Linked DNA regions of Mus musculus: all the other regions are linked to region 1. The links are chromatin contacts, called in public HiChIP or PLAC-seq, Micro-C and promoter capture Hi-C maps. All regions are on one chromosome and are shown on one strand. The core of a region is the stretch at or near the end of the contact, and the rest is flanking DNA. Distances in the headings are between cores, read along the strand shown. Region 1 holds the start of Pou4f2 (POU domain, class 4, transcription factor 2). Region 2 holds the start of Smad1 (SMAD family member 1). Region 3 holds the start of Arhgap10 (Rho GTPase activating protein 10). Region 4 holds the start of Prmt9 (protein arginine methyltransferase 9). Region 5 holds the start of Mmaa (methylmalonic aciduria (cobalamin deficiency) type A). Region 6 holds the start of Tmem184c (transmembrane protein 184C). Region 7 holds the start of Ednra (endothelin receptor type A).

Evidence for each region. Promoter capture Hi-C pulls out the DNA fragments that hold promoters and counts their contacts. A called contact is a pair of places that touch in the nucleus more often than the background predicts. HiChIP or PLAC-seq counts read pairs in DNA pulled down with a chosen protein or histone mark.
Region 2: a Micro-C map of embryonic stem cells shows a contact between it and region 1, with 6 times the contacts expected there. The contact joins the promoter of Smad1 here to the promoter of Pou4f2 in region 1. A contact is called at or near these places in 1 of 484 Hi-C or Micro-C datasets (embryonic stem cells) and 2 of 115 datasets of contacts at active chromatin or transcription factors (astrocytes and embryonic stem cells).
Region 3: a Micro-C map of embryonic stem cells shows a contact between it and region 1, with 2.4 times the contacts expected there. The contact joins the promoter of Arhgap10 here to the promoter of Pou4f2 in region 1. A contact is called at or near these places in 3 of 484 Hi-C or Micro-C datasets (all in embryonic stem cells), 1 of 115 datasets of contacts at active chromatin or transcription factors (astrocytes) and 2 of 9 other capture datasets (embryonic stem cells and pancreatic islet).
Region 4: a contact with region 1 is called in an H3K4me3 HiChIP or PLAC-seq map of embryonic stem cells, with 5 times the contacts expected there. The contact joins the promoter of Prmt9 here to the promoter of Pou4f2 in region 1. A contact is called at or near these places in 3 of 39 promoter capture datasets (frontonasal cranial neural crest, maxillary cranial neural crest and second pharyngeal arch cranial neural crest) and 1 of 115 datasets of contacts at active chromatin or transcription factors (embryonic stem cells).
Region 5: a contact with region 1 is called in a promoter capture Hi-C map of embryonic stem cells, with 2.8 times the contacts expected there. The contact joins the promoter of Mmaa here to the promoter of Pou4f2 in region 1. A contact is called at or near these places in 1 of 39 promoter capture datasets (embryonic stem cells) and 1 of 115 datasets of contacts at active chromatin or transcription factors (astrocytes).
Region 6: a promoter capture Hi-C map of embryonic stem cells shows a contact between it and region 1, with 2.6 times the contacts expected there. The contact joins the promoter of Tmem184c here to the promoter of Pou4f2 in region 1. A contact is called at or near these places in 3 of 39 promoter capture datasets (cranial neural crest, embryonic stem cells and hippocampal neurons), 3 of 115 datasets of contacts at active chromatin or transcription factors (astrocytes, embryonic limb bud and embryonic stem cells) and 1 of 9 other capture datasets (embryonic stem cells).
Region 7: a promoter capture Hi-C map of embryonic stem cells shows a contact between it and region 1. The contact joins the promoter of Ednra here to the promoter of Pou4f2 in region 1. A contact is called at or near these places in 1 of 39 promoter capture datasets (embryonic stem cells) and 1 of 9 other capture datasets (embryonic stem cells).

Annotation. Positions count from the first base shown.
Region 1 is chr8:78,434,980-78,438,188 of GRCm38.p6, reverse strand. Pou4f2 (POU domain, class 4, transcription factor 2) reads left to right here and starts at 1,542. Exons shown (of 2, transcript NM_138944.3): 1 at 1,542-2,078; 2 at 2,511-3,209. The coding sequence starts at 1,785.
Region 2 is chr8:79,397,961-79,401,169 of GRCm38.p6, reverse strand. Smad1 (SMAD family member 1) reads left to right here and starts at 1,742. Exons shown (of 7, transcript NM_008539.4): 1 at 1,742-1,917. Gm51578 (a long non-coding RNA gene) reads left to right here. Exons shown (of 3, transcript XR_003947567.1): 3 at 114-460.
Region 3 is chr8:77,516,452-77,519,660 of GRCm38.p6, reverse strand. Arhgap10 (Rho GTPase activating protein 10) reads left to right here and starts at 1,754. Exons shown (of 23, transcript NM_030113.2): 1 at 1,754-2,031. The coding sequence starts at 1,878. It overlaps 0610038B21Rik (RIKEN cDNA 0610038B21 gene), which reads right to left and starts at 2,605. Exons shown (of 1, transcript NR_028125.1): 1 at 1,083-2,605.
Region 4 is chr8:77,547,942-77,551,150 of GRCm38.p6, reverse strand. It overlaps Prmt9 (protein arginine methyltransferase 9), which reads right to left and starts at 1,754. Exons shown (of 12, transcript NM_001081240.3): 1 at 1,415-1,754. The coding sequence starts at 1,603.
Region 5 is chr8:79,293,417-79,296,625 of GRCm38.p6, reverse strand. Mmaa (methylmalonic aciduria (cobalamin deficiency) type A) reads left to right here and starts at 1,665. Exons shown (of 7, transcript NM_133823.5): 1 at 1,665-1,712. Gm4890 (predicted gene 4890) reads right to left here and starts at 1,548. Exons shown (of 2, transcript NR_045823.1): 1 at 1,119-1,548.
Region 6 is chr8:77,609,071-77,612,279 of GRCm38.p6, reverse strand. It overlaps Tmem184c (transmembrane protein 184C), which reads left to right and starts at 1,627. Exons shown (of 10, transcript NM_145599.4): 1 at 1,627-2,177. The coding sequence starts at 2,055. Gm39200 (a long non-coding RNA gene) reads right to left here and starts at 199. Exons shown (of 3, transcript XR_878939.2): 1 at 51-199.
Region 7 is chr8:77,722,942-77,726,150 of GRCm38.p6, reverse strand. Ednra (endothelin receptor type A) reads left to right here and starts at 1,699. Exons shown (of 8, transcript NM_010332.2): 1 at 1,699-2,055. LOC108167319 (a long non-coding RNA gene) reads right to left here and starts at 2,566. Exons shown (of 4, transcript XR_003947564.1): 1 at 2,429-2,566.

The sequences.
Region 1 (3,209 bases), core at 293-2,792:
ACTTTGTTTTTGTCCTAGCTCGCGCCAGTGCCTCTTAGGCCTTCTGCTTGCTCTCACACCTGCTGGCCCTCCCAAGCTCCCAGGGCCTGCACCTGTTCCGGATCACCCCTGTCCCGGACCAGCCACCCGCAGGTCCTCATCGGTATATGCACCTAGTGTCTTTCCGCGCTCTGGAAGGCGAGGGTAGCCCCAAGTGCCGCAGGACGGAGGGGAAGGATGGGAAGGAGAGGAAATAGGTTGTGTTTGGGGGGGTTGGGGCTGGGGAGTGGGCCACACTGTCTGCTTTTGAACTGGAACTCAGAATGTGTGTTCACTTCCAGGAAAGTGGTTTGCACTAGCACAAAAGTGGGAGCAAAGTGTAAGCAAAAAATAGTCTCTGCACACAGTGACTGTAGAAATGAAGATAAGTGGGACTTACGCCAGTCTGAGTGTGTGTGTTTGTGTGAGTGTGTGTGCACGCGCGTTTGAGTGAGTGAGTGAGTGTGTGTGTGTGTACGTGTACACGGTGTTAGTGGCATTCGGCAGCACATGCGCTCTGTATTTCTGGCCCTTCTCGTCCTGTCAGTTGCTCCTTTCCCTTTGATTGTAGCTAATGAAGAATAATACATCCCAGAGTCAGGGTTTGCCAGGAGATCCTCCCAAGTCCCAGCTCACCCTGTACTGGACATAGGGAGGAGGTGGAAAAAGAGAAGGGGGTGGGAGGAGAGGAATCTGTACATGTGTTAGAGGGTGATATGCTCATAAAGGGGGGAGTCGCATGCGCATAGAGGACACTAACGGGCTGTGTGGCTGTCCAATCCGCTGAGAGCTGAGGGAAATCGAGGGAGAGGAAGCCCTGCAGCCGGGCAGACCCACGTCTTTCTGCACTAGGCACCCGCCGGGCGGTGGGATGCAAAGCCCGGGGCTGACCTCAGCACGCATCAAGGCGGGAGCTCAGAGCAGAGCAGAGGACCCGGGTCGCCGCAGCGTCTAGATCCTCATCCAGGGGAATCAGGGTCACTGGAGCTGACGGGAGGGGAGGGCCCCTGAAACTTAGTGGTAAGCAGAGGGCAGGAGAGCAGGTGGCCAGGTAAGGTGCACCTCACAGTTCAGGGCTAGTCGCTTCCAAGATTGGCTTGGAACGCAACTTTTAGGGGGAGTTTTTTTTTTTTTTTTCCCGAGGGAGGCGGGAAGATCTGGAGACTGTCATTTAGGTGACTGGCACTGCCGGGTGGGGGTGGCCCGAAGCACCGACCTGGCTAGTTGGGTGGGGTTGAGCTGGGGCGCGATTAGAATCAGGAGTTGCAGGCGCGGCGTAGGAGTGGTAACAGCAGAGCGCCTGCCGGGGCAGGGAAGGCTGCGGGTCCCGTGGCAGAGAGAGAGGGGCGGGTGCAGGGAGAACTGAAAGGACCGGAGCCTGCGGGGAGCCAGGGCGGGGAGAAACCCACCCAGAGCAGTGCGTCCTGGCAGGAGAGGGCGGGGGAGGGAAGGAGGGGGAGGGCGGGCGGGGGTCAGGCGCGGGAAGAGGGGACTATAACTCCACCGCCTCGATGAGCTGGGGCACTTTGGGGTGCTGAGGTCTGAAGCCAGAGCCACCCGGAGCAGGGCAACCTCTCGGGCAGACCTAGCGGGAGACACAGGAGCGGAGCTAGCGGCCACACTGGGAGAACCGGGCCTGGAAGCAGTGGCGGCTGAGCACAACTTTGCAGTGTTGTTCCCTCTGCTGCTCCGGCCGGGTACTTCTCCGGAGGGTCGGGTAGCTGGGACCGGAGTGCGCCAGCGACGAGCGCGCCGCGCAAGGAAAGATGATGATGATGTCCCTGAACAGCAAGCAGGCGTTCAGCATGCCTCACGCAGGCAGCCTGCACGTGGAGCCCAAGTACTCGGCGCTACACAGTGCCTCCCCGGGCTCCTCTGCGCCCGCGGCGCCCTCGGCCAGTTCCCCTAGCAGCTCCAGCAACGCTGGCGGCGGCGGCGGTGGCGGCGGAGGCGGAGGCGGCGGCGGCCGGAGCAGCAGTTCCAGCAGCAGTGGCAGCGGCGGCAGCGGCGGCGGCGGGGGCTCGGAGGCGATGCGGAGAGCTTGTCTTCCAACCCCACCGGTGCGTATGTCTGCATAATCACCGCTTAAAGGCACATTTTGACAGCCTCCTTTATCTGCTTGATGTTTTTTTCATGTCTGCACAGCAAATCACCCCACACCTCCAACCAATCCCCCCTCTCTTAAGTATTCAACGGGTCTTGCCTTTCATATTAATTTTTATGACCTGGGATGCTGCCTGTGCGCGTGTTGTGTTGTGTTGTGTTGTGTTGTCTGTGGCTCACTTTTCCTCCCCCTGCACATTGGCTTCTCGCGCAGGCTTCCCCTCTCTTCTCGCTGCCGAGTTTCAGGATCACTGTCATTATTATTATTTTAACGTTCTGGGAATGCTGTAGGCACGGTGGCGGTGGCGAGCCCTGGGCCGGGGGCTTCCGGAGAGAGCGCTCACAATTCCCTGCTGAGCGTAATGTGTGCCTTCTACTTACAATTGCAGAGCAATATATTCGGCGGGCTGGATGAGAGTCTGCTGGCCCGTGCCGAGGCTCTGGCCGCCGTGGACATCGTCTCCCAGAGTAAGAGCCACCACCACCATCCGCCCCACCACAGCCCCTTCAAGCCGGACGCCACTTACCACACCATGAACACCATCCCGTGCACGTCGGCAGCCTCCTCTTCTTCTGTGCCCATCTCGCACCCGTCCGCTCTGGCTGGCACCCATCACCACCACCACCACCACCATCACCACCATCACCAGCCGCACCAGGCGCTGGAGGGCGAGCTGCTTGAGCACCTAAGCCCCGGGCTGGCCCTGGGAGCTATGGCGGGCCCCGACGGCACGGTGGTGTCCACTCCGGCTCACGCACCACACATGGCCACCATGAACCCCATGCACCAAGCAGCCCTGAGCATGGCCCACGCACATGGGCTGCCCTCGCACATGGGCTGCATGAGCGACGTGGATGCAGACCCGCGGGACCTGGAGGCGTTCGCCGAGCGTTTCAAGCAGCGACGCATCAAGCTGGGAGTGACCCAGGCAGATGTGGGCTCGGCGCTGGCCAACCTCAAGATCCCGGGCGTGGGCTCGCTCAGCCAGAGCACCATCTGCAGGTTTGAGTCTCTCACGCTGTCACACAACAACATGATCGCGCTCAAGCCCATCCTGCAGGCGTGGCTGGAGGAAGCTGAGAAATCC
Region 2 (3,209 bases), core at 493-2,992, 960 kb before region 1:
GTTTTCCTATTCTGTTCCATGGCTTTGTCTACTATGAGCATCTTGCATGAAGGAAGCAAGTTCATTTGGCAGAATGTCTAATACTTGGTTGTTTTGTTTTGTTTTTGAGACAGGTCTCACAGAGGCCACGGTGGTCTTGAAGTTACTATATAGCCAAGGATGCCCTTGGACTTCTGACCTTGCTCCAGCCCAGAGGGTGGGCATTAGAGGCCAGCACCATCCCACCCGGTTTATTCTGTGCTGAGGATGGGACAGAGGCTCTCATTCCACCCTGGGAGGCAGGGGAAGTGCTTCTTTCCTTTTCTATGGCTGAGTAATGTTCCCATGTATGGATATACCTCACTCTTTTCATCTACAGAGGGTCTGTACAGGGGAGGGAAATGGCCCTGAGTGGCTTTAAGCCAGGCTCACTCCAACTGTTGCCCAAGGGACCAGAGAGCAACCAACTATGTCAAATGCTGCTTTTAAGGAAAATAAGATGAGATCCAAGAATTGACCAGTAAGTGCTCAAATAGTTTAATGAAGAAAGAAATTTAATTAGCAGGAATATTCTTATGTATAATTTATAAATGGCATTTTATGGGTTTATGGGATTTGTTGCATTTCCTTTGAATAATTAAATATGTAATGCAGATATAATACTTAAATAATTAATAAGAATTTTAAGTGGAGTGCTAAGCATGTAAAGGTACAGGAATAATTGGAGAGTGTCATTAATTTGTAGTGGCCTTTGGTATTTCTTTATATTGCGGGCAATGATTTTTTTCTTTTTTTGGTTTGTGGGGCATTTACTCCTAGAATAGTTCTTCTCTAAACATAACTCAACATTATGATAAGTGTTCAAGATTCCATGCCAACTTCCAGAAACTGACCAAGAAAAAAAGTTGATTGTTTCAAGAAGGTGTTTTTGGTGTCTGAACAGATCAGTAAGATGTGAGTTCCTTTGTGTGTGTGTGTGTATTTTTGTTTTGTGGGTTTTTTTGGGGGGGTGGGTGGGAATAGGGGCAAAACTGTTATCTAAAAGATTGCACCCAAATTTACAGTACTAAAAGGGTATTTCCCAGTCCAAAGCCAGTCTGGTCTGTAGAGAGAGATCTCATTTCCAGGCAAACAAGAAAGCAAGGAAGTTCAGTTGTAAAGTTCTTGTCCAGCATGCATAAGGCCATGGGTTCGATGATTCCCAGAACCTTATAAATAAAAATATGTGCAGCCCTGTAATCCCAGCACTGAGGATGTGGAGGCTGGAGGAAGAGAAGTTCAAGGCCTTTTCCCCTTCAAAGCGTGTTCGAGGTCATCCTGGGCTACGAGACCTTTTAACAAACATACAAATGGTTTCTGTCATTTGCCGCAGGAAGGGTACATACTGGAAATAAATGTATCTACCTAGTAGTTAACAGGTCAGCCAATTTGAGGCTCATGCTACATGAAGGGCCGGTAAATCACTGAGTCAGTGATTGCAGGGCCTTTAAAAATGCGTTTTTAGGACGACTGAGTGGGCTCGATGGTCGTGTTCGAGAACTTTTCAGAAAATAACACAGGCTTTGGAATTTGACTGGCAGCTAGGCAGGGACTAGAGTCAGAGGAAGGCGCGGGCCGGTAATTTGGAGAGGATCCCTAAGCGGCAGCGGGCGCGCGCGGTGCGCGTGTGAGCGAGGGCAAGCGGCAGGCGGGTTGTGCGCCGGGTATTGGCAGGCGGGCTGTGGAGGCTGGGCGGTTCCGACTGCCTGACGCCAGCGCGACCAGATCAATCCAGGCTCGGGGAGCGAGCGGGCGCACCAAGGCGAGGCCGGGGCCGAGGCGCGGGGACGGCGGCCCGGAGCTAAGCAGAGCGCGGGGACGGCGGCCGGGAGCGGATCGGAGCACGGGACCCGGCGCCGGGTCTCGTGCGTCCCTGCGGATGGGCGCGCCGCCGAGCCGGTAAAGCCGAGCGTACCCGAGCCGACTCGAGACAGACTTGTCCTGTGCCGCGCGGGGCGCACCGGGACAGGGACCAGCTCCAGGGGGGGATCCTGGGCGGGCTCCGGGGGGCATCCCGGGCGGGCTCCGGGGGAGGATCGGGGACAGGCTCCGAGGGGATTCTGGGCGGGCTCTGGGGTCGATCTGGGACGGGCTCCGGGGAGGATCCGGGAGGACTCGGGGGACCCGCGCTGAAGGAAATCTGGGACGAGCTCCGGGACGCAGTCCCCCCCCCCCCCCATGATGGCGCCTCGCGGCCGCGAACCTGCCGCCAGACCTCCCTGCCTCCCCGCGTCTTTGTCGGGCGTGTCCAGTTCTCCGGGGACCCCCGTTCCGCATCGGGCCGCAGCCCCATTGTGTCCCCGCCCCGGCCTGCGGACCCTCGCGGGGACAGCGCTGCGCTCAGCTCGGGTCTCCCTGGATGGACGCGCGCACCCCTGTGGGTCCCCACACAGCCTGATTTGGGGATCGGGGTTAAGGAAAGTTCGTAGCGTAGTTCCCTCTGATTTATTCAAAGGTCTGGCGGCCTCGCGTCTCCCCCCCCCCCCCCCCGCCCCCTTCCGCCTACACCCCCTGCGTCGCCCAGTGTCGCCTCATTCCTTTCCCTTTACCGGATTCGATTGCCTCACTGCGCGTTCCGAGCGCCGAGAACAACTGTTCTCGTCCAGACCGTCTTTGTTAGTGTTTCTGTCGCGGGGTGGGGGCGGTGGGCGTGAGAGCGCGGGCCTGTGCAGCCGCTTTGCGGACTGCGTGCGAAGGCTGCGGGGCCAGCGTCTCCCCGAGGTGCTCGGAGGAGCCAGGAGGGACCATCACCGGCTACATCCAGACAGTATGGTAGTCGCGGCTTTTGTTTATTCGGAGGCACATGTAGTTTTTCTAAATGCACGGTACAAAGTAATCCAGCCAAGAGCTTTCCATCTGAAAATCGCCGCCTATGCCACAGCCATCTAAGAGAGCATCGTTGTAGAATGCTTGTTGTCAACCCCTGGCCTCTTCCCCCTCTCTTGGGTTCCTGGGTGACATCTGAAGTTTTCAAAGCACGGACTGAAAGGAGTTGCTTGGTTTATGTAATGCCTTCCTGTTTTTGGAGCAGATTCACAGCATGCCCTTCACAGCATCAATCTCTCTCTAAGGGCCTGTGGTGGATAATGTGCCCACACCTCAGCACAATGAGAAAACTGTTCCCTGGCCAGGTTCATTTTTCATCGTGTTTATAATTACCACTGTAAGTTGTACCGGAAGCTGATGAGCTG
Region 3 (3,209 bases), core at 505-3,004, 920 kb after region 1:
TGGTGCTAGAGCAGTAGATGAGAGCTTACATCTTAATTCACAAGAATGAGGCAGAGAAAGACAGTTTGGGCTTTTAAAACCTGAAAGCCAACCTGCAGGCAAACCTTTTCCAGTAAAGCCATGCCACCTACCCCTCCCTCCCCCCCACCCAACAGTTCCACACTAGGGACCTAACATTCAAACAGAGAAGCCCAATCCTGTGTGGGAATCATTCTTATTCAAGCCAATACTCCCCCACTCCCACCCCCACCCCCAGCTTTGTTTGTGAGACAGGATCTTGCTATGTAGCCCTGCCTGGCCTCATACCAGGTAGTCCAGGTTGGCCTTAAACTCTCTATCCTCTTGCCTCAGCTTATGGGATCGAGGATTACTGCAGCCTCAGACCATATTCCTGCCTGGGTTTAGGGTTTTGTTTCTGCAGAGCCTGGAGTGTGTTTCGCTCTTTTGCCAGGCCCTAATTCAGTCTCCAGTTTTTCCCTCCCCCTTGCCTCTTTCTTTCCTCGGTAGACTCCTTGCTGATTTTAGTAGGAAATGAACCTTTCAAACTGCCTAGGAGTTATTGGTAAAAGTCTTTTGAAGTCTGAGGATGGACATTAAAGTGGCCTCATCTGTGGCACTCAAATGGTGCTGTTATTTAACAGAGTTTATAGAGTAGGCATATTTAGATGCTTCCCAGAGGGTTAAGACTCCTCCTACAGCTCACGGGCCAAACAAACTCTTAATTACTGCACTCAGTCGGAACGTTTTTAAAGAATCACTTTGAAGTTTCCTGGTACTATTACCATCATTAAACCTTTACATGTAAACATGTGTTGTGAGTTTGTGAAAAATGTATGCCATGTGTGCACCTGGCACATGTTAATTGCTTAAAAATTGCTAGTTGATAAAGTGTCTCCAGTGTAAGATTTGCTGTATACATTTGAGGAAGGTATTGAGTTCTGCTTTAGAACGCATGGAATAGGAAAGGAGTTTTGTGGGCGCACTGACACGAATTCACACTTGTCCACGCAGCCTCCCATGGTGAAAAACCACAAAAAGTCTGGCATTTACTTTCGGCGGGCTATTTTTAGCAGATCGCCTCTCCTACCCGTGTAAATTTAATCTCCAGAATAGAACACAAGCAGGGTCAACGCGGTTTAGCCACACGCTCCCTTGTCCTAAGCCATTCAGTATGGACACGAAGAAAAATGTTCTAGAATCTGTAGAGTCCACGCTGAGTTGGAGACGTTAAGCATTCCCGCGAAGGCAGCTGATTAGACAAGGAGAGAGAGCACCCGGCGTGCGAGCCCTTGCACAGCGAAGCACCCTTCCTTCGGTACACAGATAAAATGAGTCAATCATTTCCACCCGCCCCGACTTTTAAGTCGTCTGATCTCGGGGACCGAGGCCTGCTATTACAAACCCACCATCCCGTTCGGTCAGGCGTCCACTTCGGGGACCAGCCTGAGTCACCTGGACCTTGTGAGCCGAGATCGGGGAGGTGCAGGCGTCCGGGGGTGGAGGGCACAGACTACGTTCTCCATCGCCGCTGCCTCGGAAGGAAGAGGAGGGGCGACTGCGCGTGGGGAAGAGAAGGAAGAGGCGTTCGGGGAAGGGCAGGGAGGAGGAGAGCCGAAGGCGCCCGGGCGGGAGAGCAGGGGCGTGCGGGCGGGGGCGGGGCGGGGCGGGCGCGCCCGAGGCGGGGCGGGGCCGGGCGGCGGCCTCTGCTGCTGCCGGGGGCTGCCGGGATTGGGGAGCTGCGCCGCGTACTCTCCAGGGTCGCTGGGCTGGGCTGGACATGACCGTGCTGCGCTCGCCGCGCGCTCAGCCCTGCTAGCCGCTCGCTGCCGCCGCCTGGGAGCCCAGCTCGGCCTGCGCCCGCGCGCACCGCCGCAGTCATGGGGCTGCAGCCCCTGGAGTTTAGCGACTGCTACCTCGACAGCCCGTGGTTCCGGGAGAGGATCCGCGCGCACGAAGCGGAGCTCGAGAGGACCAACAAGTTCATCAAAGAGCTCATCAAAGACGGCAAGAACCTCATCTCTGCCACCAAAAGTAAGCGGGGTCCTGTTCGCGTTCGGGCTGCGGCGTGGCGAGGAAGGCGGGAGGATCGTCTTCCCCGGCCAAGTGGGATGGCTCAGTGCTCCTAAGACCGGGCTGGAGGAATAGGCGATTCCTTAGGGGATAAGATAAGCTCCAGGGCATTCCTCTCCCAGGAGGTTCGGGCGCGTTCCTTTCCCCGATCCTGGCCCTCGGTGGCGCGGGAGCGAGGAGCTGTGCGTGGGAGCTGCCCCGGGGCTCCCGCCTGGCCCAGCTGAGCACGCTTTGGCGCCGGCCGGAGCGAATGGAGGCTCTGCTCCGGAGTCAGGTTTTACTGCGCCCTAACGCTGCTTCCAGTCTCCCGCAAAATAGAGACATCAATCAGTTTGATAGTTTTGTCTCCTAACATTTCCAAGTAATTTTTTTTGGAAATGCTTTGGGACTCTGCCTGTAGTTGATATCGTCAAAAGTCCTTTAAGTTACACCTCTTATGTATCCCCTTTCTGCCTTGCGCGACAGCACCGACCTACGTCCCTCGTGAGCTAAACCAGAAAGTCTACCTGGCTTTGTGCTGCCTTCTGCACATTCCTCTGTCTTGTGCTGAGGCGGGTTCAAAGATTAGGGGTTGAAAGGGTCAGTGGGCAGACTGCTCCAGGTTCTGGCCTGCGAGAAGTGCCTGTGAGTAGGAAATTCTACTCTTCATGCTCGAAGCTGGCCACCTCAGTTCCATCTGTATTCAAACAAGCAAGCTAACACACCCTCAAGCCACCTCTGAAGACAACAGAAAGAGAGGTGTATCGAAGCTGTAGTGAGTCTTAGGAGTAGAGGCTGGTTGAAATTTGTGCAGAAACGGTTGTAATGTTCTATAAATGGGCGTTCTCCAGGACCAGGTGCTGGCATCCAGGCCACCCTGGAACCCTGAATTCATTCCTTGAGTTATTGCGAACACCCCTTTCCCTCCTTAAAAGGCCTGATAGTGCAGGAGCCAAGCATAGGTGCTCTACCTATCCTCTTGGGTTGGTTAGGTTCCCTGGCTCAATACTCTCCATCTCTGGGCGTTTATTCCATTTGTTTGTAGACAGCACCCCTGGAAAAAACACCCCAGGTACATTTTCACCCCACCGTTTTGTGTCCAGGAAGATTAAAACGTACTGAGTGTACATTCTCATCCACCCAATCAAGTGCCTGGCCTA
Region 4 (3,209 bases), core at 505-3,004, 890 kb after region 1:
CCACTTTGATATGTAAAATATGCACCTCAGTCCCTTGTCAGAAAACAGACACACTATTCTACTGCTGTCTACACAGAGGAACACACACTATTCTACTGCTGTCTATACAGAGGAACACACACTATTCTACTGCTGTCTACACAGAGGAACACACACTATTCTACTGCTGTCTACACAGAGGAACACACACTATTCTACTGCTGTCTTCTACACAGAGGAACACACACTATTCTACTGCTGTCTACACAGAGGAACACACACTATTCTACTGCTGTCTACACAGAGGAACACACACTATTCTACTGCTGTCTACACAGAGGAACACACACTATCTACAGCTGTCTGCACAGAGGAACACACACTATTCTACTGCTGTCTGCATAGAGGAACACACACTATTCTACTGCTGTCTACACAGAGGAACACACACTATTCTACTGCTGTCTGCATAGAGGAACACACACTATTCTACTGCTGTCTGCATAGAGGAACACACACTATTCTACTGCTGTCTACACAGAGGAACACACACTATTCTACTGCTGTCTACACAGAGGAACACACACTATTCTACTGCTGTCTGCATAGAGGAACACACACTATTCTACTACTGTCTACACAGAGGAACACACACTATTCTACTACTTTCTACACAGAGGAACAAACGACCCAACATACTAGCATATTTCCAAGTAAACCAACAGGTCCTGAAATTTCTTTGGACTACAAAAGCCTAATGCTACTGACATCTAGTGGGCAGAGGACAAACCGTGCTGTGAAACAGGAAGGAAGACACAGGACTGTCTGGTGCAAAATGTCACCAGTGTCAGGTTGAGAAACTCTGGACTAAACAAAGCAAGACTGTCCACAGCTTAAAACTGTATATGCAATTAAGTTACTTTTTGAAATTGAGATTCTAACATTAAAAAAAAAAAATACAGTAGTTCAACCGGTTAACTGATGCAAGTAAGACGAATCAACAAATATTAAAAGTTCCTTATGACTGAACACTTTATCCAACCTCAGGATACACAGCATTCTTTCTACACAAGATAATGCAACGCCTACAAGGCAGGGCTAATTTAAATTAGATACTGGAGGGGAAAAAGAACTACCCAGTCCTATCCCATTTAAAAGGCCTTTGGAATCTTAAGTGAGGCAGAAATTTTGAAACAGATGTGTGACAACTTTTGACTTTTGTTACTAAAACCTGGCTGTATTGAGATGGGCTGTAGGCTATAGTAATTCGATGCTTGGAGAGTCCGTCTCTGTCTCTGTATGTCTCGGTGTCTCTGTCTCTCCCTGTCTCTCGTCTCTGTTACACACACACACACACACACACACACACACCATACCCTGTTGTTCCTGCTCAGATCACAGGATTTGCTAGCCACTGAAAAAAATAAGGCCTCACCTTCACGTCGTCTTTTAGCTCTGGCGCCAGGCTGAGCACCAGAAGGTAATGGGCATAAGCAGTGCCGAAGTCCTGGTCACCTAGACAGTGCTCAGCACTCTGCAAGGACCGTGCCACCAGCCGGTCCCGGCCGGCCGCACCTGCGCCACCCCCGGCGCCCCGGCGGGGCCTGGGCCTCGAGTTCGGCATGGATAAGTCTCGCTCGGAAGCCCACGAAGGAGGATGGCCTCGTCCGGGAAAAGAGTCTCCACGGCGCGCTTCCCTGGGCCGGTCGCAGCAACTGGACGCACAGAGGCACTGGGTGCACACAGCAGGAAGCCCCGCCTTCCCAGCGGCGGACAGGGCTGCGCGCGCATCCTGCGGCGAAGCGCTGTGATGACGTCACACCAGGGAGCGCCCCGCGGCCCACTATGGTCTTGGAGTACTAGGCTGTAAAGTCATTTTCTGGAATGGGGTTTTTTGGCAGACTGCAACCAAAGGTTTCCACCCTCTCTCTGCCTCCTGGAGAGTGCGGCTGCGAATTCCAAACCCTGCTCTAGTCCTGCTTGTGCGAAGCTCCAGGCCTTCTGAATCTCATCGCACCAGACTCACTACTGCAAAACGAAATAAAAGCTCCTTAAATTAATCACTGTGTACTCTCCTAGTATTAAGTATTCTCACAAAACTCAGTGAGGTGGAACTTGGGATCACACTCTAAAAAAAAAAGGAAAAGGCCATCACGGAGAACTGCTTCAAGGTTGAACAGTGGGATGGGTACGGCCGAGTCTGAATTTCCTGATGACATGCACATTAACAAAGAAGACTGATGTCAAGTGTGGCCTCTAAGATATAAATCCAAACTTTTAAAGCAATGTATAGAAATTATAGCGAAAGCTATTTTTTGTTCCCATTTTGAAGAGATTAGCGGTGCATACAGTGGTTAACAATGTGAAATGGAGGATACACCATTTTGGATATTAAGCTAAAATTCTCCAGTTCTCCCAAGTCCATCCTTTATGTGTCTTTTTGCTTTCTCTAGTATCTTATTGTCTGATCCACTCTTGTAAGCAGATACCTATGTACCTAAGAAAGGTCTTCGAAGACAGGAACTAATCACAATTATTTGAATATGTACAGAACGACAATTTTAATATATCTTGCACTTGATGAAAAGTGTTTCTCCTGCTCTTTAATTTTGCCTATGTATTTTCCTAGCTATTCATATCGTCCTTGTTTGATGCTTTGTGTATTAAGCAATGTAGGATTTAACTATACAGTATTTAGTGAGATGGAAATACAGAGGCAGGCCTCTATACCTAATGGAACTGAGTAGAACATAAAGACTAATTGGCTTGTGGGAAGGGTTTTCTCGTTCCAGTCTAGCATCCCTCCCTTGAGACATTCAGACAGACCTAATAAAGCTCTCTTCCTGGCTTAATTCATAAGGGTGCTCTAACTATACAATGTAATAATCTAGAAAAGCATTTTACTTATATATACATAGTTAATGTAATTAATTGGCATTATCTAGAAACATTTAGAAATTATCTAAACCTTAAAAAATGTTATTACTCCCGTAAACATTTAACCAAAGATGTATAATGTTATTTGCATCCTGTATAATTTAGAGGTGATAGACTGAGGCTGGGTAGAGAGACACAGCCCAGTCCTTGACAGAGACTTTGGTTTGCAATGTTACAGAATCTAGACTCACCCAGAGTCCAACCTTTGGTCATAGCTGTGGGTGATTATCTTGATTGCTTTAATTGGGGTAGAAAAACTTACCTACTGTGGGTAAACACCTTTCCCTGGCTGC
Region 5 (3,209 bases), core at 416-2,915, 860 kb before region 1:
TCCCATGTAATTCCCTTGAAGGAAACAAAGGCATATCTGATTAGTATCCATATTCTGACCCTCTGTTGCCTAGCTGATGTGATTTCCAATTCTCTGAGGCTTATAGCACCTGCTCTGGCTCCCTGTTCTTTAAACACATTAAAGATGGAAATAGGTTATATGCAAATATGATGCCATGCTGTAAAGGGACTGAGCATGCCAGCCTCAGGCGTTCCAGGAGCCTGAACAGTATCTGGCAGCTACTCAAATTTGTTGAAATGAAAATTTAAAAAGTCACAACTGACAGATTACAAAGACTCACAAGTCTTATACATACCATGGCAAACAGCGCTGAGCAGTAACCAAAAGATTATATGCATTACGTAAGTTGGTTGGTGAATTCCCAAGCCTTAATATATGGACTTAAATATGATATTTGTAATAACGAGGTCATTTCCAAACCCTTCCCAGTGCTCTTAGACATGGTGCAGCATTTGTTAAGGTCAGATTGTAAGAAAACTACTGTATCATGAATTTTGTATTTCTTCTTTGTAAATGTTTTAATAATTGCTAGGTACAAAGTTTCACTGGTTTTTAATTTTCAAAAATATTTTTATGTATCTACAAGTAGGAATGTGCTCTACATGTGTGCCTGGTGTTCTCAGAGGCCAGAGGAGGGCAGTGATTTCTTTGGAACTGGATGGCTGTGAACCTCCCTGTGGGCACTGGGAACCCAATCTGGCTCCTTTGAAGAGCAGCCAATATGTTCTTACGTTAATGTTAATCTCTGAGCCATAGCTCCAGTCCCAACAACTTTGCTTTTAAACATTTAAAACTTACGGTGGACGAGTTAAAGGAGCACTTACCGCTGCTGTTTAAGCTGCCTGTTTTTAACGTACTATCGTACCTTTCTCTGTCTCCACACACTTTCCTTCTGGACTGCCTGAAATTTGTAGGTCTCATGACTTCAGTAATTTTTTTTTTTTTAAATTAGCTACAGTGTGGCGCGGTGGGGCCCACCTTTAACCCCAGCATTTGTGAGGCAGAGCCAGGTAGTATGTAAACCAGCATGGTTTTAGGGAGTTCCAGGTCGGCCAGAGAGACCTTATCTCAAAAACACAAATAAAAAAATTAATTACCATTCAGCCCCAGTGCAAGGTAGAACCAGGTCAGGTGCTTTCAAGGGAGAGCCTGCCCACGCCTGGCGAACCTCCCCGGGCACTGCTGAGGTGGTGAGCACAGGCCTCTGGATGTGGGGCATAAGAAATATTACTACGAGTGCATCGGTTTTAAAGAAAGTGTGGGCCCCTGAGCCACTCAGAACTGCCATTGTTCGGCCGTGCATTTCGACTGGGGCTGGAGCGGCTACTCCAACAGGTGGCAACGTGCTCTGCAAAGTTTGCCTACGTCGTCCTCAGTGACCCGTCTCACGTTTCCAGGCGCGGAAGGAGTGGGCCTGGGCACCGCGGCCGCTGAGGGTTGGGCCGGGCCAGCCGAAGCCAGGACGCATTCCAGGTGGGGAACGCTGAGCCCAGAGCGGCCCTCACCACCCACTTCCCGCCCAAGCACACCCCGCCACCCGCGCCTGCGCCCGCCGCGGGACAGCCTTCGCTAAGCGACTGCGCCTGCGCGGGGCGTCGCGTTACGCCTGCGTGCCGCCGGCGGCGGAAGGAGCGAGCAGGGCGGGAGCAGTGGGCGGAAGGGGCGGTGCTCTGCTGCGCGGCCTCGCGAGGGTGAGTGTGGGGCCCGGTGCGCGCGGAGGCCAGGAGTCGGGGCCGCGGTGCGTCCTCCGCCCGGGGTCAGCCCCGCTGTCGGGGGCGCCCCCTGGAGGCTCGCGGGGGGCAGCCGAGGAGGATGTGGCTGAGTCGGGGGCGGGGTGGATGTGGTGGGGCCTGCAGGAAGGACTGGAAGGGACTGAGCGCTTTTTCCTTACATAAGAAAGGCGTCGCAGTCGCTGCTGTCAGGTTCTCGTGGGCCGGTTTGTGAGCTCGTCTCGGGCAGCGCGGAAGGAGCCAGGCCCGGAGGCTGTTCAGTGCTAAGGAGCTCCGCCTGCGGAAGGGAGCAGCAGACCCCTCAGAGGGGAAGGAATACAGATTTGCAGGTTATAAAGCAGGGTTCACTGGGAGTCACAAAGCGGTGTCTGGGTTGCCAAACACCGTCGCGACCGCGCCGGTAGCGTTCCACAGAAGACATGCCAACTTCAGATATGTTTCTCATTTGAAAAATGAAGGAGAGCCTAAGAAAAGGGTTTCTTACTGTCGCCTTTCTTAACAGTTCCCTTGCATATATTTTGGAGAACAAAGAAACTATAAAAAGTGGCTAAGCTAGTAGAAAACCAATTTCCAGGAGAAACAAAACGTTTGGAGGGTTATCTACAATGTCTCGAAAGTTCTTTGACGAAGTAAATATATTCAAGGAAATAGTATTTTTATTAGGATGGTTCTTTTAAGGCTTTGTTTCCTATTAGAGACTATAAACATGGAAAGTTATATAATCATGAGGAACGTAAATGGTGATTACAAAATGTGAGGGTGTCATAAGAATATATTTGGAATGGATGGAGCAAGTGAATGGTTGGAATTTGCCCCAGCTGATTGATGTCATGTGGGAAAAGTAGACATTTAGTCTTGCTGTATGTAAGAAAGGTGTTGAACATTGCTTTAAAATCAGTGCTTTAAAATCATTCATTGCCACGGGTCTTCTACAGAGATCTGAGTTTTCTGGAATAAGGAACAAGTATCTATATTTTTATGTGATCCTCCCGTTGGTTTTAATGTGATTGGTGTTGGGTTGAGTTAACAAGCACCCTCTGTGAGCCGGGTATCACCTAAGTTAGTATTCAGAATAATTTGATTTAGAGAAGAAAGATTTCCCCAAAGCCAGGATCATCAGGAGAGGATTTAAGAGAAGAGTGGATTTAAGCAGAGGAGAAATGTTGTAGAAGAGGAAAGATGAGACCAGTTAAATCTGGAATGTGGGAAATTGGGAAAGTAAGTACTAGGTTTGGAAGACCAAGTCTCCTTAGAGGAAGGAGGTCTGAAAGGAGAGTATGAGAAAATTGTGCAGCAGAAACAGACTATTGGACTTGGTTCTAGGGCATCAGTGTCACACAGAAGGCTTAAGAATGCTTGCAGTGGGGGCCCACTCCCCTAGTCAGAATGCCTGGAGTGGGGCCTGAGCGTTCCCTCTCACAGGTACTCCTGGTCTGGTTTGGGAGATCACTGTGCTAG
Region 6 (3,209 bases), core at 378-2,877, 830 kb after region 1:
TCCTTAGGTTAACTGGGAGGACATCCCTAGGAGGAATGTGAAATACATACCCACAGCAGCCATCACACTCATGGAGGCTCACACTGGAGGACTTGTCCCAAGGGCAGGAACCATGTCACTCTGTCCCCACCATAGCCATACCGGGCTCAGCACTAGAGTGCAGAAATAGATTTCAGAAATTGTGTAAAAAATTGGCTTCCTATGAGAAGGAATGGAGAAGATGGCTATCAGAAGCAGTAAGAGTGTGGCTGGACACACAGAAACAAGTCCTGTTAGACAGCCTATCCAAAAAGACTGCCATTTGCCAAGAAATAAGTAGTGGTGATAAGCTGTAAAGCAAGAGTTTTCCCTAATTTTCTGAACTTCAACAGTATACCAAGATTTCATTAATGGTTAGGAATTTCCTTAAAACCAACTATTTTAACTTATAGTGTAGACCAAACTAAAGTCCTACAGCCCCTTTAAGGAAATGTGCAAAATGGAGATCACAGGAGAAAGACTGCAGAAGTCAGACTCCAGGCTCTGGTAACTGAGGAATGTGATTTCATCTGTATACTTTGAGACTCTGGTCCATGACATTTTGTCCAGATGGCTAATAGGCAGAAGTCCCCTGGTTGCAGGTGATGGCAAATATTTAAACATCAAGCAGAGTCCAAAGTCAGAGAAAACAGCTCTATTACTTAATAGGTACTATTAATCACTTGACACTTTTCTCATCTGTGAAACAGAAAACTACCCATCGCTACTCGGTACTTTTATGCAGATCAACTCATACAAAATGGGTAGAGAAGTTAGTGTTTGATTTCAGAAAATGACAATATATGCAGTGTTCAGTGTCTAGTCGGGACTCAGATGTTTGCTTGTTCCCTTGATTTAGAAAGAATTTAAGATCCCATGTGTCATTGATCTGTAAAGCTATACAGCTAAAAGCTTTAGGTGTATAGAACAGATGTCAGAATACCAACCTTTTAAATCTTAAATAAGATTTTGTTTTTTTTTTAACTCAAGTTTGAAACGTGAACATTTCATATTGGCGGTTACTTTCAAAAAAGCTATTCTTAGAATGATTCTTCTGCCGGGTCTAGAAATTATGCAGACAAATTCCTCCTTAGGACCCTAAACTCTAGCAACTGACTGAAATCTAACCTATTCTGTCTTATTCCAGCGGGCTTCCCATTCCACCCCTAAAGACAACTGGGAAGCCTTCTGAGAAAAATAAAGCTATTTCAAGTTCCACTCCACAGTGACTGCCCCTCACTATGACTTTTCTTTAGATGGAGTAAAGTCTCAGGAATGTAGCGGGTGTTTCTGAAACGTCCCCAGTTCCTACAACTTTCGGAGCCCTTTTAGGGAACCACTTAGACTAGGTAAATTAGAGATGCCAGAAATCCGCCGCTACTCTCCTTCCTGCCCTTGCCACGCCCTCTCGGTAACCTAGGTTACAGCCACGCCCTCCTCCGTAACTGACCAATCACAATGCTTTGCGTTGCGGGACAAGGTTTAGCTCAGCTTGAAACTCAGAGCAAATCATTTGCTGCAAGCATCTGATCGGAAACGGAAGTGGAATAGTCGGCGGAAGATGAGTTCTGAAGATGAGTACTGTAGAGGTTCCAAAGCCGTGAGTGAGGAAGTTCTGGGCCGGGTCTTCCGGGGGCGGAGACTAGCCTGCCAGAGCTGGACTAGGGAGAGGGCTGGTAGGGTACCAGATGCAGGTCAGACCCCGAGTGCCTAGAATCCCTAGTTTACCCTGATAGTCCTCGGGGTCACGATGCAGCGGAGACTCTGGGTGACCTCCAGGTGAGGCGGAGGCGACGCCGCGGCGGCACTGAGTCCATGCGGGTTGGCCGGCGAGGATGCAGCCTGCACCTGCGAGCATCCCGAGCGGCCACCGCTGCAGCAGCCGCAAACACAGAGCGACCCGAGAACGCGGCGCCAGCGGCTAGTAAATCTTTTCCTATAGGGCGCCAGCGGAGAAGACAACCGAAAAAGCGAACTTGCCAAATTCTTGGTTTGGTTCGATTATTCAGCTACTCAAAGAGAATCTGTTACAGAACATGCCTTGCGCATGTAATCGGAGTAACTGGAGGAGATGGATCCGACCCCTGTTGGTACTTTTTTACGCAACAACCATCCTGGTCGCGGTTCCGATATGCATTTGGAAGTTTCAAAAAATGAAGGTAAGAGGGTCCTGCACCTCTACCCTTTCTTCCGCTGGTTGACAGAGTTCCTTTGTCTGCCTTCTAATGCTTGAGGTCTGAAAAACATTTCGTCTGTGGACATTAAACCAACCTGACTGGTTTTATTTAGCCGCTACAACTGGAGGTAGGTCCGGGTCGAGAAACAAATAGTTAAAGCACCTACTTACAATGGGCGCTTTCCCAATATTCATCAGTCCCAGAAAGAACTTTATTCTTGAAATCAGATCTGCTATGCAGGTACTAGGGCTTGACCAGACCAAATAAACCATCTTAAAAACTATGTTCTGGATTTTATAGGCTTTTAGCCGGTTTTCTGGAACCAAAGGATTCTTGTTAAATTGACTTTGCTAATTAACTTTACGTTTGAAGTTACAAGTTTTCTTTGTTTCTTTCCTTAAAATCTCCTGTAAACCAGGCTGTTCTGGATTTTGCTTTGTAGACTAGGATGATCCTCCTGCATCCAAACTTCCCAGTGCTTGGATTACCGGTGTATCCATCATTCTGTTTACTCAATGCAGGGATTGAACCCAGGGCTTTGTTTATTTGAGGCAAGCACTCTACCATCTGAGCTTCATCCCCAGACCTGAAGTTACTCCTTAACCAAAGCAAAAATTTTACAAACATCCCCTGTGTGTTCCTTTATATTTAAAAAAAAAAAAAGGTGTATTTGTTGGTGTGTTCGTGGGATGGTCCAGTTGTGGAGGTCTGAAGGTGGACAACTTGGAGCAGTTGGCTCTGCTCTCTCATCATAATGAGTGCTGAGGACTGAGCTGAATCTATCAGGGTTGGAGACAGGCACCTACCAGCTGAGACATCTCTCTGGCCCTCTTTGTTGATGTCATGTTGTGACATTAGTAAAGTATTACAAGCTGGATAGCTAACCTATGTCTATAGTATATCTATAAAGTGAAAACTTAGAATTAATAACCAAAAAGTACTTTTATTAAGAAACAGTTATTTTGGAAGAGTTATGGCAGACCAGGTAGATGCATACAACCCACCCCCCTTTGA
Region 7 (3,209 bases), core at 450-2,949, 710 kb after region 1:
TCTCTCTGAATATTTAACACAAACACTAACCTGAAGTAACTTGATGCTAAACAAGCAGGCACCTTCCTGCTGATGTGTCTCTTGGGCCCAACCTTAGAAAAAACACAGACCAACATCCATTCTGTTTCTGTGTTCTTCAGCCTCACTCTGTCTACAACACCAACCTTGTTGCCCATTTTATACACATATTCAGGACTGGAATTGCTAGACCCTTGGTAATTTTAGTCATAATTATTTGAGGAGCACCATTGGGCTCCCACTGCTGTTGCCTCAGTAGTCAGGAGTTTGCCTCTCAGCACCCCTGACAATCCAGTTTATTTTCTAGTTTCATTTGTGTTTAAATAGTGACTGTCCTAAGGGATGTGAAAGAGAAATTTTTAATGCTTAATCCATACCACAGTGGGATCAGCAAAAGGTAGGGGGTCCTGGGGGTGCTGTTACAAAGACTAGCCTGACAGACATGTTCAGTTACACAGATGGTGCACTGTCCACGTGCCTAGTCACGGGGTGAGAGGGCCTGGGATCCAGAACATTTCACATACCAAGTTATGAACAGTCTTCTGGAAGAAGGCAATAACTTTTCTTCCTGGAAAATAATGTCAGCCTGCCAAGCTGTCGCCACAAAAGCGTACCCCTTCAGAGCTGACTGAGACAATTTTTGTGGATCCTTCCTAGAGAAACGCTAGATAAACACTAGATTAGTGGACAGGGTAATGCCTGCTCCAACAGTCCCAGAAGAATATTAAAATCCTTTCCACCGAGGTGTTCTGCTGATGGCTGTGACAGTTTTACAAAATGACCCCTGTCAAGTAGGGTCTCTGTGCCCTCACCCTTTAATCTGGAATTGGTGACTGACAGAATTAAGCAGAAGCCCCTTTGTGTCACTATCTGGACCTGGGCCTTAAGTAGGTGGCAGTTTCTATGTCCTTTCTCTTGGGATATTTGTTCTTGGAATCTAGCCACCACACTATGAGGAAGCTGTTGCTAAAATTCTTTCCCAGGGGCTAGATATAAGTCCTGTCTCTCCCTTCTCCTAGAGGTCCTAGAACAAACTGAGGTCCAATTCCACTATAGATACGGTAGGGAACCAATGAGGTCCTAGGGCATCCGTACAGCCAAGCCTTCTTCCCCAGGAGCCCTGATGTTTGGCCCTTATCTCTCCTCCCACTCCCCATCTTATCGTGACTTGACACACTCTGTGATAAAGACACTGCCTTCTGAAGGGTCTCCCCATTCATTGTCAGACATGATCATTTCTCTGAGCACACCCTAGACCCTTCCACAGACTCCCCAGCTCCCTTTTGCCTTGGGCTAAGGCTTAGTGGTCTTGCAGGTCAAATTTGAGCCAAAGACATGCTGTCCACCTGGGTTCCATAACTTCCTCTAAGGTGAGGAGTGCTAACAAGCTAAGCAAAGTTGACAGGAGACACAGCCCAAATTCCCTGGCTTCCCCTGCTGATCAAACTCTCCCGTACTCACGGGCTCAAGTGCCTCGAGTTTCTTCCTAAAACAGGGCACAACCTTGAGTCTGGTCTGTTGCTCTCTACTTTCAATCCTACCCATCCTAGACTAACCAACTTCTCAGGAAGGAAATAGTTAAAGATCCCTGCCCTTCAGGGCCTGGCGGGGGCAGCAGCTTTGCAGCTTGGTGGCTGCTCCCTGGAGGGCAGGCGGGATAGCGCTCTTGCAGTTAGGTCCCAGAGTAGAGAGGAAGGTCTAGGAGCCTGTGGAGTCTAAGGAAGATCGCGGGAGGCGTGTTCCTCCGGAGTTTGCTTTTCCTTGGGAGCCTCGCGCGCACACCCATCCCTTCTAGTCTGGCAACTGTGTCTAGGAGGTGGGGAGCCTCTCTCTGATCCACCGGACCATCGCTGGAGCTTGCAGGCTGAGCAAGATCTCCCCCTAGAGAAGCCTGGCTGTCCGGGGAAGTTTCCCCGAGCTGAGACTGTGCTGCAGCCCTGGTCACCCGCCACCCTGCGCGCCACCCTCGTTCTCCAGCTCAGGCTCCGGCTGGCCCGTGCGCGGACCTGGAGCTGTCTGCTTCCGAGGAGCTCTAAGGTCGGTGCAAGTCTTTCTTTTTGGAACCAGGGCTGGAACTAGGGATAGGGTCGCTGCCGGGGCAATCTGCTGGGAGGAGCAGGGGTGTCTCGCAGCTCCAGGGAAACGCAACAGACCGGCCTGGCACTTACCTCCCGGGACGCCCAGTGTGGGGCGCTTTCCTGGGAGACGAACACTGGGGGGAGTGGGGGTGGACACCGGACAAGACCATTGAGCTTTGTCTCGGATTTTTAGGAAAGGGGAGCCGGGAGTGGGAGGATCTTTTTCTCCACACAAGCTTTCAGGCGCATCAAGGCCCAGGGCGCTTGCTCCAAAGCCTCCTGGTGAAGTTGGTCTCTTCCTATCCTGCACCCTGAGTGCCAAGGACACTTACTGTGAAGAACCAACCTCTGTGGAGCCCTCCTCACACCACGATGGCAGCTGGGGTTGGAAATCTGCCTGCTGGTGGAGGTCTGGGCGATTTGCTCAGTGCTGTCCTGTCCTTTAAAGGGCACTTCTTGTCTTTCATGTGCAGAACCCTGGAACTGTTTGTAGATAAGCCACCTCTGATTACACCACCCTTAGTGGCCTCACCCCAGCAGACCTGGGGCGAAAGCATATGAAAGTCAGAGGATGTGTCCAAGGAGAGTGGATAATTTGTCTTCTCCAGAGAACAAAACCACAGAGAACTTGAAAAAAAAAAAGTTCTTGGTTTAATTTTTTTTTTCTTCTTGTAGTTGTTTCTGATTCCCACACAGCCATCAACTCATCTGTTTTTAAAGATTGGCTATGAAACACCTTGGCAACCATACCATGTAAATTACCTGCCCTAAGTATGTGTGCGGTTTGGGCGCCGTTGGATTTTCCAAATTACTAATGGCAAGTGGACATTTGCTCTGAGAATCTGATGTATTAACTAGGGAAAGCACTAAGGGGTCAGCTTTTGTATGCCACCAAACTCTAGACCCACAAAAGGAAAGATGCTGACTCCATAGACATGTCCTTCTGGTCTGAATGTGAGTTGCTTCTCTAGAGCTCTGGCTCTAGAGCCAGATGCCCGGCAAAGCTTGACTGAAATATACCAAAATGAGCTACAGATCCGTCCTTGGGAAAGCATGGATTCGAAAGAGGTTTCTTTTATTTGGTTTTGTGTTTTTCACTCTGTAACAATATGG